Linked DNA regions of Rattus norvegicus: region 2 is linked to region 1. The links are chromatin contacts, called in public Hi-C maps. All regions are on one chromosome and are shown on one strand. Each heading gives the region's core, a stretch centred on a gene start, on an enhancer-like site or on the middle of the called end of the contact. The rest is flanking DNA. Distances are from core to core; before and after follow the strand shown.

Region 1 (7,761 bases), core at 1,336-3,835:
GCATTTCAGGTCATTTTCAAACACTTCCTCCCTCTTTACCACACTCTGGCCTCAAGTAGCCACTAGCACTTCCTATCTTCCTGTCCACAGGGCAGCTCTCTCTCAGGCTCATGGTCTCTGACCACATATCTCATCCTTCTTGGAAAGCAGTGTTCGTGCACACACGCATGTGTGCACGCGTCTTCAGGGCCGTGTGTGAGCAGGTCTTGTGCAGGCCTGAAGGCATCAGATCCCTGAACCGGTACTTGCAGGTGGTTGGTTATGGGCTGCCTGGTATGGGCACTGGGACCTCAAGTCAGGACGTCTGGAAGAGCAGCCAGTTCTCTTAACCACTGAACTCTCTCCAGCTCCACACTTCCCTTTTCTTAGAACTTTAGCAGAATCTTTCTACTGTAGGCACCCTGCTGCCTTAAGAAATACACGAACTTTCCCCGTGAAAGGAAGAGGCACCGCCAGGCCCATGTCCGCTATGTGCCTGACAGGTGAGATGAGCAAAGTTAGATGAGGGATAGGACATGGTGGACAGCATGCTGCATTCTGCAGAGAAAAAAATGCAGTGCTTACCAAGTGGAGAAAGGATCAACTTAGAAAGAAAACTTATTTCAAGCTTCAGAGTCCTTCTTAGGGAAAGTAAGAACAGTTCAAAGCAGCTGCTAATCGGCAATAGCCTTACTCTGACACTGATTCATTCTGTTCTGAGCCTTCTCACAACGTGAAACAGAAGTCGTAAGTTTAAATTAAATACTTGATGTGTGGGCAGAAGTGGCTATAGACTGTCAGTGGCATTGTCAGTAACTCAACTACGAATCTGTTAGACCTAAGGAACCAGATATTTGAGAAGATCCACACACCCAACCACTTCTCTCAGTGGACTCTGCTCAACCACAGAACTTGTTAGGGACATTCGTGTGTTAGGGACAGGAAGGTTGCGGAACTTAGGTTGCATATGTGACGGCCAGCAGGCAGAGAGGGATATTATTATCTTAATGCATGACAGAGGACTGGGCAGGGAGGAAAAGCAACTGAAGAAAACGAAACAAATCGTTCTCAAGATGATCTCATTCATCTTGCATACAAAGCAGGAAGCAGTGTGATATAATCGTTTCTGTTTGGATCGGGGCGGGAAAGTCTTATGCTTAGCTAGCTCCACTCAGACAGGCGAGCAGGTGAGGCAGAGGAGCATCCCGCTCTGAGCGACTCTTCTAACCTGGCAGGCACATATCCGCCATGGGCCGGATGATGCCTCTTCCTTTCGAGGGGTAAGCTCGTGTATTTTCTCAAGGTAGCAGGATGACTACGGTAGGATAGAAAAGGAAAGTGGAGGCAAAGTAAATAGCTGAGTGGTTTGGACCCCACTTGGTTTTGGTGGAGAATGCCCCTCTTCCTAATGACGCCTTCACCTGCACCTACTGTGTATATATACTGCTCTCTAAACAAGACAACTTCAACCTATGGCACTGCCTCAGACATCAGGCTGCCCACAAGCGATAACTTCCTCTGTCAAGAGTAATCAGCCTCTATTCAAATACATTTCCAGTTCATCCAGTACAAAAAAATGGAGAGTCTAATCCAGTGCAATAGGTTTTAGTTACATGAACAGTAAGGCGAAACTGCATCCTCAGGTGACTTTTGAGAAGAATCTCCCTATTTGTCATCGTATGCCTATGCATAATGGGGTACATGAGCTTAAAATTAGATACATCCTGGGAACAAAGGTGTGCAGTAGAAAAATTGTTTAAGACTTAATCTACCAATCAAAAGAGAGACCTTCTTTCATAATGTCCTCTGGAAGCCAATCTCCTACTTCTTTTGGACCCCATAAAAGAAAGCTTCAAACAGTTCCTGGGGCCCTCGAGTATCTTCGCTCTAGGGACCACTGCCACTCTTGATAGTGAATGCTCTAATCTGTTCTATGGATTTGCTTTTGAATAAAGTTTGCCTGGCTACTGAGGCCTTATTTTAACTCTTTGGATAAGAGGTCAAGAAGCTGGTGTTACTGTGTCTAGATCCTGACCACTGGCATAGCTGACCTTTCTCTGGTCTAGTAAGATTCCTTTGAGTATGTTAAGGGGTTTTTGATCACTAAAATATAATAACAGATGAAGGCCATTAAGCAAGTAGACTTGTATTAATAAGGAGAGACACAATCTCACTTGAGAGTTCTGGCATCTTGACAGAAAGTTGATTCCTCAGAATGTTTTAAACACGTTAATTAACAGGTCAATGATATTTTTATATGCTACCCAAACAGTGATAATCTTGATGCCGCCAAGCTTGTGGCTCTCCCCAGAAAATACCTAATTAAAAAAAAAAGTCATAGAGGGGCTGGAGAGCTGGCTTAGTGGTAAAGAGGACTGACTGCTCTTCCAGAAGTCCTGAGTTCAAATCCCAGCAACCATATGATGGATGGTTCACAACCATCTGTAATGGGATCAGATGCCCTCTTCTGGTGTGTCTGAAGACAGCTACAATGTACTTATATATAATAAATAAATAAATCTTTAAAAGAAAAAAAAAAGGAATGTCTAAGTAAAATAATGGCCTTTCATTCAAAGCATGAGTGTAGTTAAATCAATACATCTACATTAATCATAGTCAGTTAAGTCTCAGGAAAGGAGGCAAAGTATTAAACCTGAATGGTCTATTTCTTCCCAAGTGTCACAAACAGTAAATCTAAAATATTTTTTACTTGATCGAAAGTTAAATTAGGTTTCAATCTTGTATGTAAGTCTTTCTTTGAGTGCTTTATTTGACTGGAATAAAGCCAGCCAGTCATCAAACAGCTGGCGAGGCGGGCCTGAGACAAGCCAAGCGGAGTGGGTGTCTTTGTTTTGAGGCTGACTCACATCATCCAACCTTCATTCATTTTCAGTCACCCTCCAAGTATGAAAGCACTTTGCTAAGAGGAGACCATGGGAAACTGGAAAACACTTGCCCTTTAGCCTTAAGAACTTCACAGATTCTGCCCCCTCTGTAACACAAGCAGTCCTTTAATGAGCGGCAACCTTGCAAAGTGAACTTTTCCATTCCCGTGTTTGAAACAGATCAATTTTCTTCAAGAGTATATTTACCAGAGAATGTGACTCAAATATTCTTACTTGTAGGAAAAACTATGGATGAAACAACAAAAGGAATTGTGAGACACAAAACAGTAAACTCACAGGGATTTTAACACAGGAGCAATATGTCGATCACTTTAGGGAAAGAGGAGACTATAAAAGGCTAAGTAACATCTATCTATGAGGCTGATTAGAAGGGTCATAACGTATGTGTCCCCCTTTAGCAACAAACAGAACCATTAGAAAATCAGCAAACGTAGAAAAACTTCAATGGTGTTATCAACCAGCATAGTAATTAATACTTCATAAAATAGCACGATAGGGTACACATCCTTTTCAAACATTGATCCATGCAATTATATTTTGGATCTTATAGCAAACCTCAATAAATTAAAAAAACAGAGCAGTTCCCTGACCACGATGGAGGAGTAGAGTTAGACATCAGAAAGACAGCAGGCAGAAGGATCATGGCAGAAACCATGTGGCAATGCACAATGGCACAGTCACTGTGAAAGTCAATCTGGAGGTCTCAAATTCTGTGAATTTGAGGCCAACCTGATCTATGGAGAGAATCCAGGACAGAGTTAGAGTGGTTATACAGAGAAACCCTGACACACACACACACACACACACACACACACACACACACACACACACACGATTGCATGCACATAAAGATCCAGAAACATTGCTCCTGGCTACCTATGTTTGCAAAAAAGATGTATGTCAGGATGTCACAGAAATGCATGTACATCTATGTTCATGCATTAGTATTCACATGATAGACAACTATGTTCTACAGATGAATGAATAAAGAAAACGTGATATGTAGACACAGTGGAGTTTTAATTCTGTGGTAATGAAAAACTAAATAGGGTAAGCTATGGAGGGGAATGCCTATAATATGAGCATGTAGGAGGCAGGGGCAGGAGGAGAAGAGTTCAAGGTTACTTTCCACTACATAGAAGGTCTAGGGCCAGTCTGTGCCATGGGCCATCTTAGAAAAAAGAAAATGAAATTATGTCATTCTCAAGAAAGGGATGGGACTGGCCATTATCATGCTAAGCAAAATAAGTATCACAACAAACAAATATTGCAAGTATGTGGAATATATATGTTAAATCCATATGTGCATATATATGCACATGTATATATATGACATGAAAGCGGAAGGGGTACTATGGAATCTAAGGGGAGGGGAGCAAGAGAATATAATGGGGGGGATGGAAAACTATCATGTCTTTTCTCATGCAGAATTTAATACACATGTGATATGAACACAGGAAGGGATCCTGGGGGAGGAAGGACTTAGGAGAGTAGCAAAGGAGTGAAAATGAACAGAACAATAAGAATACTCACAATGTAATCATGAAACTCATTACTTCATAGGTCAATGTAAAAAATGTTTTCTCAAGGAGACAGAACAACACAGCCCAGAATTGTTTTATAATTAGAAGCCAGAAATGTTTAACTTGTTTAATTTTCCAGGTCAATTCATTTGTAGACTTTTATGACTATTCTTCTTTAATAATAACTCTTCTGTGTATGTGTACATGTTCGTGTGTGCCTGTACATTTGAGTGTGTATGAGGAGGTCAGAGGTCAATGTAATCAGCCCGATTCTGCCTCCCCACTTATGCTCGGCCCAGTGCTAGGGTTTTAGACATTGTACCTGGCTTTTACGTGAGGACTGGGAATCCAAACTCAGGTTCTCATCCTGGTACAGCAGCCCCTTCACCACACAAGCAGTTCCCCAGCCTGTGCATCTTAGGTTTTGAGACAAAGTCTCCTGCTTAACCAGGAGCTCAGCAGGTCTACTAGGCTGGCTCCCGAGGTCTAGGGGCTGCCTGTTTGTGACAGTGGTGGGACTGCAGTCATGTGCCATCATGCCAGACTTTTTCATGGGTGCTGGGGATCTGAACTGAGCTCGTGATGATGGTGAAGCAAGCAGTCTATGATTGGGCCCTCTCCCCAAACCCCTCATCAATGATTTATTTTATTGAGGTTCTTGTTAATTCATTGCCTAGACAGACCAGCCTTGAACTGGACTCAAGAGTCCTCTCACCCCGGTCTCCTAAGAAGCTGAGACTGCTCCTGGTGTGTGGTTCTGTGCCTGGCTTCTTTAACCTTTCCATGCAGGTCCATTTTGAAACTTACATTTTAACAAATAAGTTCAGCAGTTAACTTTGTATTCTGTACTGTTATTATGCTGTTAGGTCAAATGTTAAATCTATTTGGAAAGCAGACACTTAAGTGGGCTATAATAGATGCCAAGATGGCTCCCTCTGACATTTATTTTACAGAGAGACAACGTGCTTAAGCTAGGCAGGAAGTAACCGACTGAGCTGGAAGTGGCTCAGTTGGAAGGAGACTGCCTCTTGCAAGTAGGAGACATGTTTGATTCTCAGAGCCCATTTTTAAAAGCTGAGTGCAGCAATAACCAGATGTGGAGGGGCAGAGCTAGGAGGTCATTGGGGTCACTGGTAGCTGGACCCACCATCATGTGGGTGCTGGGAGTGCAGCCTTTGTCCTCAGGAAGAGAAACCAGTGCTCTGCCACCTCTCAAGCCCCTTACACAGTTTACTTGGCGAGCACCTGGTAACTGTTCAAACTACTCCAAAATATAGGAATCTTCCAAATCGGATTTTAAATGACGCTCTTAAATTGCAGCAGCAAACACATTCTCTTTTACACCTTTTTAAAATAAAATTTTAAAATTTAAATTTAAAAAGTCAAATCCAAGCAGTAAAGTGGAGCCACCCATGAGATGGTATGTGTGCTTATTTCTCAGTCTGTAAAAACGTCCAGTTCATTGGCACAGCATGAATACAGCACAGGAGTGAGTTCTGATTCCTACACAAAGCAAGAGGAGACAACTGCTGTGCAGTTAACTTTAGTGTCTGGCCCCACGCTATACATGAACAAGTTGCCAATTACAGGTATAAAATAACAGAGAATTAAGATTTTACCATAAGCCAGGCAGTGGTGGTATATATATGCCTTTGATCTTAGCACAGGGGGAGTCGGGGGGAAGAGGTGCAACCAGATCTCTAAGTTTGAGGCCAGCCTGGTCTACAGAGCTACAGAGTTCCAGGATAGCCAGAGCTACACAGAGAAATCGTGTCTTAAACAAACAAGCAAACAGCAAATGAGTTTTACTATAATTTATTCTATTTAATAATCAAGGAAACTATGGCCGTCAGAAGCTGGTGCAGCTGGGAGAACTTGAGAATTTGGGAGCCTTGGTTGGAATTATTGCATAGCGAGCCTCTCAGTGAACAAATGCACTGTGCTGGATCTCCCTCACGCTGACCTCCCTGCTTTGCTCTGAGGACTGCTAGGGCACACTCAACATGGCTGTAGGTGTTCCTGTGTTAGTTCAGATTCTATCATACAATAAACATGTGAGTGCCCAATGGAATTGACCTGACGCACTTGGCGTCAGGGCCGTCACAGCCACCACAGGGCTCTCTTCCTGCTATGTTCTCTTCAGACTCTACTTTGGTCCCAGGGAGCATCAGTCATTTCTAGCCAGTCCTGCAAGGAACGGCATGCAACATCTGACTTTGGGGGAGACTTACACACTCAGTGGATTATGGATGAACACAGGCAAGATCTTGTCCTCTGTTTTCAGAGGAGAGGGGTCTCTGGTCTTGTTTCTATTAAAGGGGCATTTCTGTAAGGGCAGGGTCACTGGTGACGGTGACAATATCAAAGTAGAAGTCAAACTGTGCTCAGGCTTTTTGTGGCTTTTAAAACTCAGTCACTTGAAAGTGGGGCAAGTATTCCCACGAACTCCATTTCCTTCATTTCTTATTCCTCATAAAGATGAGAATATCTCATACACATTCTTTGTATGAGTGATTTTATAGTATTTATGAAACTTTAGAGTAATTAAGAAGGGAATGGACAGGCTAGCAAGCCTAGTCTTTTTTGTTTTGAGGTGAGTAAAGCATGGAAGGGAACTGAATGACAAAGTAAGAGGCAAACTGGGCCTGGGACTGAGTGTCCCACCACCCACAAGGCACAGACCAGGGTATCAGAGCTTGGAGCCGAGAGTCACACAGCACATGCCTAGTGTCTCTAAGGAGCTCCATCCTCACACTGCAATAGCAAACAAAACCCAGGCCACAGAGCCACTGAGCTCTCTGCATCCACAACACACATTACCTGTTGCTTTATCATTTCCTTCTGAGTTCTCATGTCGCTGCACTCAAGCTGGCTGTAATGGAGGAGCGAGTTATAAGTGGGTGATCCTGGGGAATGTGGGGAAAGTTCTGTCCCACAGTGCACTTGGTGACGCAGTGTGGAAAACGGAAGCAGACAGAAGCAGAAGCTAGAGAGATCTAGCAAAGGGCATCAGCAATACCAAGGTGCCCAGATTCCCAACTGCACCAGATGCGGATGGCTGCAAACTTCCTTGATTATTAAATAAAGTAAATCATGGCCTGTTTGGGAGGAAGACGCACCAGGGCTCTTACAACACAAGAGAGGATACGATGATGGCATGTTTGCAGAATCCCCAAAAAGGACATCCCTGTGACAAAAGTCATCTTTCCTGAAACCCGGAAGGGAGAAGGGGCAGATTATCAGCTAACCTGAAAGGCTTCTAACCAATAACAGCCTTGTTTATTACAGAACAAATGCCTCTGAGCTTTTTTTTTTTTTTTAAGATTTATTTATTTTATGTTATGTGGGTACAC
Region 2 (7,761 bases), core at 2,361-4,860, 110 kb before region 1:
GAGAACCCGTCCTCCTTCAGGGTCCACTTCGACTCGAAGGGCCCCATTTGGATTCAATGTGGATCACAGGCACTGGTCCTTTTATTGCTTCTTTCTTTTGTTGTTATTTAAAGACAGGCTGGCTATGGTGTGTGCGTGCCTGTAATCCAGCTCTCAACTGGGAGGCAAAGGCAGGAATAGGAGTTCAAGACCAGCCTTCACTCCATTCACAGCCTTCACACCCGGTGTCAAGAAAGCAAAGCAGAAACAGCCTGTTCACAGCACACGCTGAGGACTCTACTATTTTTAAATCCAGGTTTCCACATTTTCTTGCCCCCCCACCCCCCAGCTTTTTACAGAAGTTCGTATGTTTCTGCTACGTATTGGCATCCCACCAAATAAATGTTATTTCCAAAGACGCTGCTCAGGAATTTTACAGATTCGAAGCATTGAAGATCAAAGACTCCTTCAGTCCGTCAGTGGGCTGCTTTCACTACTAAAGTATAAGCTCAACGCTGTGTGATACAAAGAGAACTCTTAGGAGAGCAGAGCAGACGAATGGAGAAAGGACAAGCCCCTCTTACTAGAGCTGACTCACAAGACAGTCACTGAACAATAACCAAGTGGACACTCCTCCATGACAAAGTGTTTCAGGGGTGACAATATCCCCTTCCATTTCATTAATCGGGATTCCGACAGCCAGCCCACGTCATCGGAAGCAGGGACTGGCCAAGGGGGACTTAGAATTGACATCTGCTGAACTCTTCACTCCACACTCCCTCCTCAGGACTTAAATGATATTTTAAGGAACAAAACTAGGGGGACTGGAGCTATAGTTAAATGCCTAAGAGTGCTGGTTGCCCTTGCAGACAACCTGGGTTAGACCCCCAGGACCCACCTGGTGGCTCAAATCATCAACTCCAGTTCCAGGGGGATGCAAAGCCCTCTCCTGGCCTTCCCAGGCACTGTAGGCACATGGTACACAAACATATATATGCAAACAAAACTCCCATACACATAAAATGATACAACAAAATCCTGATATTTAATCAAGTCATAAATTATACATAAAAAAAAGGCAGGCATAACTGTGAAGACGCAATGTCAAATTCCAGTTTCCATATGTCCGCTCTTTTTGTCCAAAACCCAACATCTCATTCAAATGTGCAGATCTGGTTTTGGAGCCCTGAACAGATGACAAATATTGTTACAGGAATAATTACAATGTCAAGTAGTGACAGGTGGATGACCGAAATAGGGGATGGGCAGGGACAGACAACAGGTCTTGCAGTTGAACATATCTATACTTAAGACACTGCTTGTTGAAATTCTTAGAATACTCCAAGTTTCTCCAGCAACCTTGGGCCAGTCACACCCTATCGGAAAACGGGGTGCTGGAATCCCAGTGAGGCTCCCACCTCACAGAGCACAGATCTAGGGAGATCAAAAGGATTTTTATGAAAGGGTCCTGGACGACAGCCCTACAGAAACTAAAGGGGGTGTTTTGTTTTGTTTAAATGGGCTTGGTGTTTAACCCCTACAGCTTTTACAACATTCCAAAGTTTCCAAAAAGCTGAGGATTTAGAGTTCCCAACTCTTGCAGTACCCAGTACCGGTGATCCAGCCCGAGTCTCTGCATTTCCTTCCTGGAGTTGTTGGCTCAATGAGAACTACACGGGGAGAAGCTATTACTCCAGTCAGCAAAAAGAAAGCTTGGATACCAAGAACCAGGAAAAGTCCAGTCACTTGTAGGGCTGCCAAAGTCACCAGTCCCTCATTTACAATGCAAAGGTAAAGAGACTCAGTGGGCGCCAGAATCCCAGAAGGAATTGCAAATCCTGGGCCAGGCGGCACCAGGGCACAAACCACCCAGTTCTCACACGACAACGCCCTCGACTTCCTAAAGCTAGGGCTATAAACTTGGAAGGACCGCTATTTTGCAACGACGTTTTCAGTTGTCGAGAGCTGTCGTCCAAACAAACTTTTCTGCCTCTTTAGGGAAACCTTTAAACAGACAAAAACACTTGAAAAGGCTAAAACCCCAAAGATTACAATTTTTTAACACAGAATAAAATTAGCCCCTTTGCTTCAAAGATTGCTTAGAATCTTCTAGATGAAGTACAAAGGGGTGCGGCAGACACAGCAGCGGGAAGGAATAAACCACTCTCGCTTGGGTCTGACAACGGTGCGCTTCATTACTTCTATGTAATTCCCTTCACACCCCAGACACCCCCAACTCTAAGGGTGTTCGCTGCCCTGATGATGCCCAAGTATTCTACCGGAGGTGGGACAGCGTCGTGACAATCCTGACATGCTTCGGCTCCCGGGAGGTTAATGGGAATTAAACCACAGCAGCCCTCCTTTGTGGGGCTATGGCCGGAACAGCAAAAGGGAGACAATGAGCGGTCTGTGCGCAGTTCCACGCCGATTGGCTGGTCACCCCCACTCCCCGAAACCCCTGATGTCATGGACTTGGAATGCAGGCAGGGAGGAAGGAAGGAGAGGATTTGGGGAGGGGGACGCCTCTCATCTCTTCCCCAGGCCAAAAGTCTGAAAGATAAACCCTGATGCATTCTTGAGATGAGTACTCGGCAAAGCAGCGTAGCCAGATTCCAATCACTCCAAAATTGCTACCCGCCACAGCAAATAAACCCCGAACAAAAGCGACCCTGCCGAGATATCGTGACAATTCAACGCGCTGCAAACTTCTCAGGATTGCATTTCTAAGTCTCCCATCTACAGCTGATCCGGCTCGCAGGCTGCTGCGCATTCAGGCTTTGTCTGGGTTTCCCGCACCAGCGACGATTGCATCAAGACACCACCGACGGGCTTCCTTTCCGCCCGCGGGTCCCAGGGGTCGGCGGGACACTCTGCGTCCCCTCCCATGGAGGAGGAAAGGAACAATGAGGGGCCCGGTTTGGACACGTAACCGCCCAACTTCGCTTGTGGGAGGAGGGGGCCAGGAGGGGATGGGAGGAGACGCAGGGTCCCACAGCAGCCCGGGCCCTGGCGGATGGCGGGGGCGGCAACTCTCTGAGACCCAGCCGCGAGGCACGGCCCCGCCTAAGGGCCGCAGGCCACTCAGGAGCGCCCCCTTCCCGGAGGGGCGCACCCTACAACCTTCGAGCGGGCCCCGCGGCGCTGCGGGACTCCAGGCGTCCAGGAACCCACAGCCCGCCGGAGGCTAGGCGCGGGAACAAAGCCAGGACCAGCGCGTGCGAGCCGGCTCAGCGAGCCGGGAAGCATCTATCTCTCCCGCTGCCTCGAAGTCGCTCCGCCGCGGCTCGCAGCCCTCCCCCCCACCCCCCGGCCCGGGAGACCCCCAGTTCCCCCGCGCGCGTACCTTGTTCTTGACCTCGGCGGAGAGCCCGTAGGAAGGGCCCTTGTTGAAGTGGGTCATGGCTGTTCGGACCACAGGAAGGGGCTGCGCTCGGAGTCGGGGTCAGTCACCCTCGGTGTCCCTGCTCTTAGCCCCCAGCTGTGGCCGCGCGGGTGATGCACAAGCTCGCTACTCTGCGCGGCGCAGAAGCCGGAACGCGGCAGACGGACGCGGATGATGCTTCGAGGTTCGCTCGGACTCGAGTCCCGCGGAGGCTCCGGGTCGCACTGGAGTGGGACCGGCTGCCCTGCTAGCTGCTCGCTCTGCCGCTCCGCACGCTCTGGCCCCAGCCAGGTCCCCACCCCCCCGCACCCGGGCCTCTAGGGATTGGCCAGCGAGCCGGACCAATGGAGTGCCGCCTCCTCCCCCTCGCCTGCTCCGGGGCTTCCCCGCCAATGGCAGCGCGGCGGGCGCGGCGCTCCCTCCCGCGGGTCCCAGCCCCTGGCCCCGCCCTCACGCCACCGAAGACCTCGGCGCCCCTCCTCCCGGCTGGTCAGCGGGCTGCGGCCGCCCCGCCCCGGCGCCTAGGGGCTTCCCAGCCGCTTTGGTTCTCATCAACTCTCAGGCGTTCGTGCACTGGTACGATGGAAAGGACAGGAAGCTCCCCGAGCTGGCCCGCCGCTGACCAGCCATTCCATCCGTCTCCTCCCCGGCTACAGCGCGCCCAGATGCTGCGCTGGAAACCCCGGGATCAGCCTTCAAGCCCACGTGCCAGGTCCGGGAGGCCTGCACAGACACCTGCCAAGTCTCCCTCCCCTGTGGGTCGTACCTGTGGGATTGACCTCTGCCTCTTGGCCAAAATCCTCATTCTGTCTAAACTTTGAATGCAGAGCGAAAGAAAGTGGGGAAATGCTGTGGCAAAGCCAGGGGCAGGGGTTGGGCGACTTTTCAAGTCCTTTTCTGGATTCACACCAGTTACCCTCAGCAATCATCTTCACCAGGAGTTCAGCCAGCCCAAGAGTCTAGGTGGTTCGTTTGTTTTTAATTAGAGGACTGCCTTGACTGTGAAGTCTACCTGCTTTTGTTTGTTTTTTTAATCAGGAATCTCTTTGAATCCAGCACTTTGTATACTTTCCCGTCCCTTTCCTTTCTTCTGATCTCAAAGGCAAACTGATAAAGGAAAGATGAGAACAGAGCGTTGTCCCCTGCCTTGTTCCTGGAACTACACTGGACTGTATGTCTTTGAAAGGTTAGCTCGTTTACTTCCCCAAAACTTAATCGGTAGACTTCATAATCCGTTTTAGTGGCTTGAAGGCTGCAACTCAAATTCCTAATGTGAGCACCACCACTGCCTCCAGAGTGTCACCGATTGCCTTGGTGTCTTTGGGCACATCTAGGACAGGTTTCAGTCCTCTGAGTCCCAGTATGTTGGTTTATGTTTCCCAAATACAAGCTGACATTCCAGAAGAGGCTGCTGCCTGCATGGAAAGAGAAACCCAAATAGCCCAAGTCGAAACCTTTCTGGGATAGAAATAAGGGAGTGCAGCGTCCATTGTGTCCCAAGCTTTCTATGCTGGCACAAGGAGGATTGCTGTACACTTGAACTCGAGGTCTGTCTGAGCTACAGAGAAGAGAAAGGGCACAAAATTTCTGTTAGCTGAAAGACTTTTCCATCAAGGATGTAAGGTACAATGTGATAGACCAATAACGAGTCAAATAGGCAGAAACGTGAAAGGACTTCCAATGATTTACTGATTGATTCTGAAGGTACTTAGAATAATTAGGGCATTCTTTCCACAGAAAGATGATGCAGCTGACCCAGTATGACAATACAAGCAGTTGGAGCTGTTTTTCCAGTCCGGTGATAGTGGCTCTCTGTCGTCCACAAGACCAAACCCACTTTTTAGAGCCAATACTTGAGCCAGATATGAAGTCGAAATTACAGCCCTCACCCCCTAGCTCTTCTCCAGAACCCTAAACCTCAGGGCCTCTGGCTGCAGTGGGTAAGGAGCCGTGGGCAATGCCACTTGACTCTCCTAAATCATACTTGAAAGAAAGCTTGGGGATTTTTATTCGGTTCTGTCATTGGAGGTGTGGTTTCTAGCACTTTCCAGGTTGTCATTAAGGACTGCAGAGTTTCAAAGGTTTGTGACATGAAATGATACTGCCAGTCGATAGTATCGGCTGTCACAACTATGGGAATTTAACACTCCTGTCCCCCTGTGTGGCTTCAAAACCAGCATTAACATTTGCTCTGTTCCTTTAGACAACCATTATCCTCTCCAAAGTACATGGTGTTCTGGTCACTGCTGCTAACACTCACAGAGTATTGTTAGTCCTCGTGGGCTCTGTCAGCGCACCCGAAGGTTCCTCTAGTCACTTAACTCACTGCCAGGCAGAAGTAATGCTGTGTTCAAGAATGAATGTGACAGACAGAGCACTCCCTCAGTCCTAGGACCCTTGAGGTAGAGGTAGGTGGATCACTGTGTGTTCAAAACCAGCCAGAGCTGGTCCTAAGGAAGGAATGAAAAGGGAGGGGTGTGAAGAATTTTAGAACTGCGGATAACTGGGCCAAGAAATATCTCAGTGCTAAAGGTGCGTGCGGCGTTGCCTGACGACCTGAGGTTGGTCACAGAGGACACATGGAGGAAGAAGAGAGCCCACTCCATCAAGTCATCTTCATGTGTACTTTGATTTCTAATGACATTCCATCTCAATAAACCCATAGTAAATTGAAAATATCATAAACGGAAATAAAGTTATCACGCCCAATCTACAGAGCGCCACAGCTGAGCAGTGCACTGTGTGCCACAGATCATCCTCAGTTGATTTATTATTATTTATTATTATTATTATTATTATTATTATTATTATTATTATTGACAGGGTACTTGTAACCTAAGCTAGCCTAAAACTCACTGTAGCCCAGGCTGGCCTCCCATTTGCAGTAACCCACCTGTGTTGTCTCAAATGCTAGGATTACCGGTGTGAGTTACCAGGTTTGAATGGTTGTTTACTGTCTGGATCACCTGGTTGTCTGGAGCTGTGCTACTGCTCAGGAGAAAGCCTTAGACGCCTAGCACGTTCTTGGGAGAAGATAGGAAGTTGTAATTTGGCTGGGCATGAGGGTGTACTGGGGAGGTAGAGGCAGGCAGATCTCTGTGAACTGGAGGCCAGTTTGTCCATGTAGCAAGTTCCAGGAAGTCCAAGCTATGTAGAGACGCTCTGTCTTTATATTAGGGGGGGGGGTGTACATATATATAAAGAATTTGTAATTTCCACCGGAGTTTCTACTAGGTGCATGTCACTTTCACAATACTGTAAGTTGCGAGATCATAAAACACCCTCAATCAGGGACCACCAAAAAAGGTGCTGCAGTCATTCATGAACATGCTATTAACATAGGCTTTCATTCCTCTTAGATACAAACTCCAAGAGAGGCTGGCAGATGAGAGGCGTGTGTTTCACTTTTTAACAAATAGCTGAATGAATGAGATGGCTGAGAAAGCAGAGGCTTTGCCTCCAAGCTTCACGGGCTCATATGTACACGCACACACTCACTCACAAATAATGGTAATTAAAAAGTTTCTTTGAGGGGGCTGGGGATTTAGCTCAGTGGTAGAGCGCTTGCCTAGGAAGCGCAAGGCCCTGGGTTCGGTCCTCAGCTCTGAAAAAAAGAACCAAAAAAAAAAAAAAGTTTCTTTGAAAGAAACAACCTATCTTTTCCCAACATCATGGTCGTGTTTCATGTTCCCAGCAGCAAGCATGATTTAAACTGGTGCCAGCACGCGGTGTGTTTCTATGGAGTGGTACTTCATTGTTTACATTTCAGGATTTCTAACAGCATGTTTAGGATCTCTTGTACTCACTTGCTACCTGAATTTTTTTTTTTTTAATTCTCTTTGAAGTCTCCCTTCTCCTTTGAGATAGGGTTTCCACATGGCAGCCTGGATGATCTAGAATTCAATATGTCACTGGGTTAACCTGTGGGTTAAGATCCCTCTAAGGGGTCACATATCAGACATTTACATTAGAATTCATCAGTAGCAAAACTACAGTTATAAGATAGCAATGAAATAGTTTTACGGTTTGGGCCAGTAGAACCTGAGGAACTGTATTAAAGGGTCTCAGCATTGGGAAGGTTGAGACAACAGCAATATGTCAACCAAGCTGGTCTTGAATTTGTGGAAATTTGTCTGCTTGTGCTTGGGGTTAAAGGCATGCATTAACATGCCTGGATATTTATTTGTTTGCTAATTGATTAATTAATTTTTAACTGGCAGTGCCCTACTGTGTAGTACACACTGGCCTCAAACTCATGGCAATTCTCCTGCCTCAGCCTCTAAGTACTGGTGTTGTAGACATGAGTCCCCATGCCTAGCCAACTGTTTTCTTTTTACAGTGCGTCTTTCACTTACTGTTAAGATAAATTCAGATAAACCCTGACCAAATTCTAACAAGAG

Evidence for each region. A called contact is a pair of places that touch in the nucleus more often than the background predicts.
Region 2: a Hi-C map of the A7r5 cell line shows a contact between it and region 1, with 2.6 times the contacts expected there. The contact joins the promoter of Cnn3 here to the enhancer-like site in region 1. A contact is called at or near these places in 3 of 12 Hi-C or Micro-C datasets (the A7r5 cell line, hepatocytes and kidney).

What each region holds. Positions count from the first base shown.
Region 1 is chr2:212,088,600-212,096,360 of GRCr8, reverse strand. All of the region lies in intron 3 of Alg14 (ALG14, UDP-N-acetylglucosaminyltransferase subunit), which reads right to left. Among named protein-coding and RNA genes, the nearest start is that of Alg14, 39 kb to the right of the region's middle. Within about 2 kb of position 2,585, at least 6 of the 93 cell types and tissues checked have an H3K27ac peak or open chromatin away from gene starts, as enhancers often do. A contact at or near this core is called in the A7r5 cell line, where this site is marked.
Region 2 is chr2:212,199,510-212,207,270 of GRCr8, reverse strand. Cnn3 (calponin 3) reads right to left here and starts at 3,610. Exons shown (of 7, transcript NM_019359.2): 1 at 3,323-3,610. The coding sequence starts at 3,379.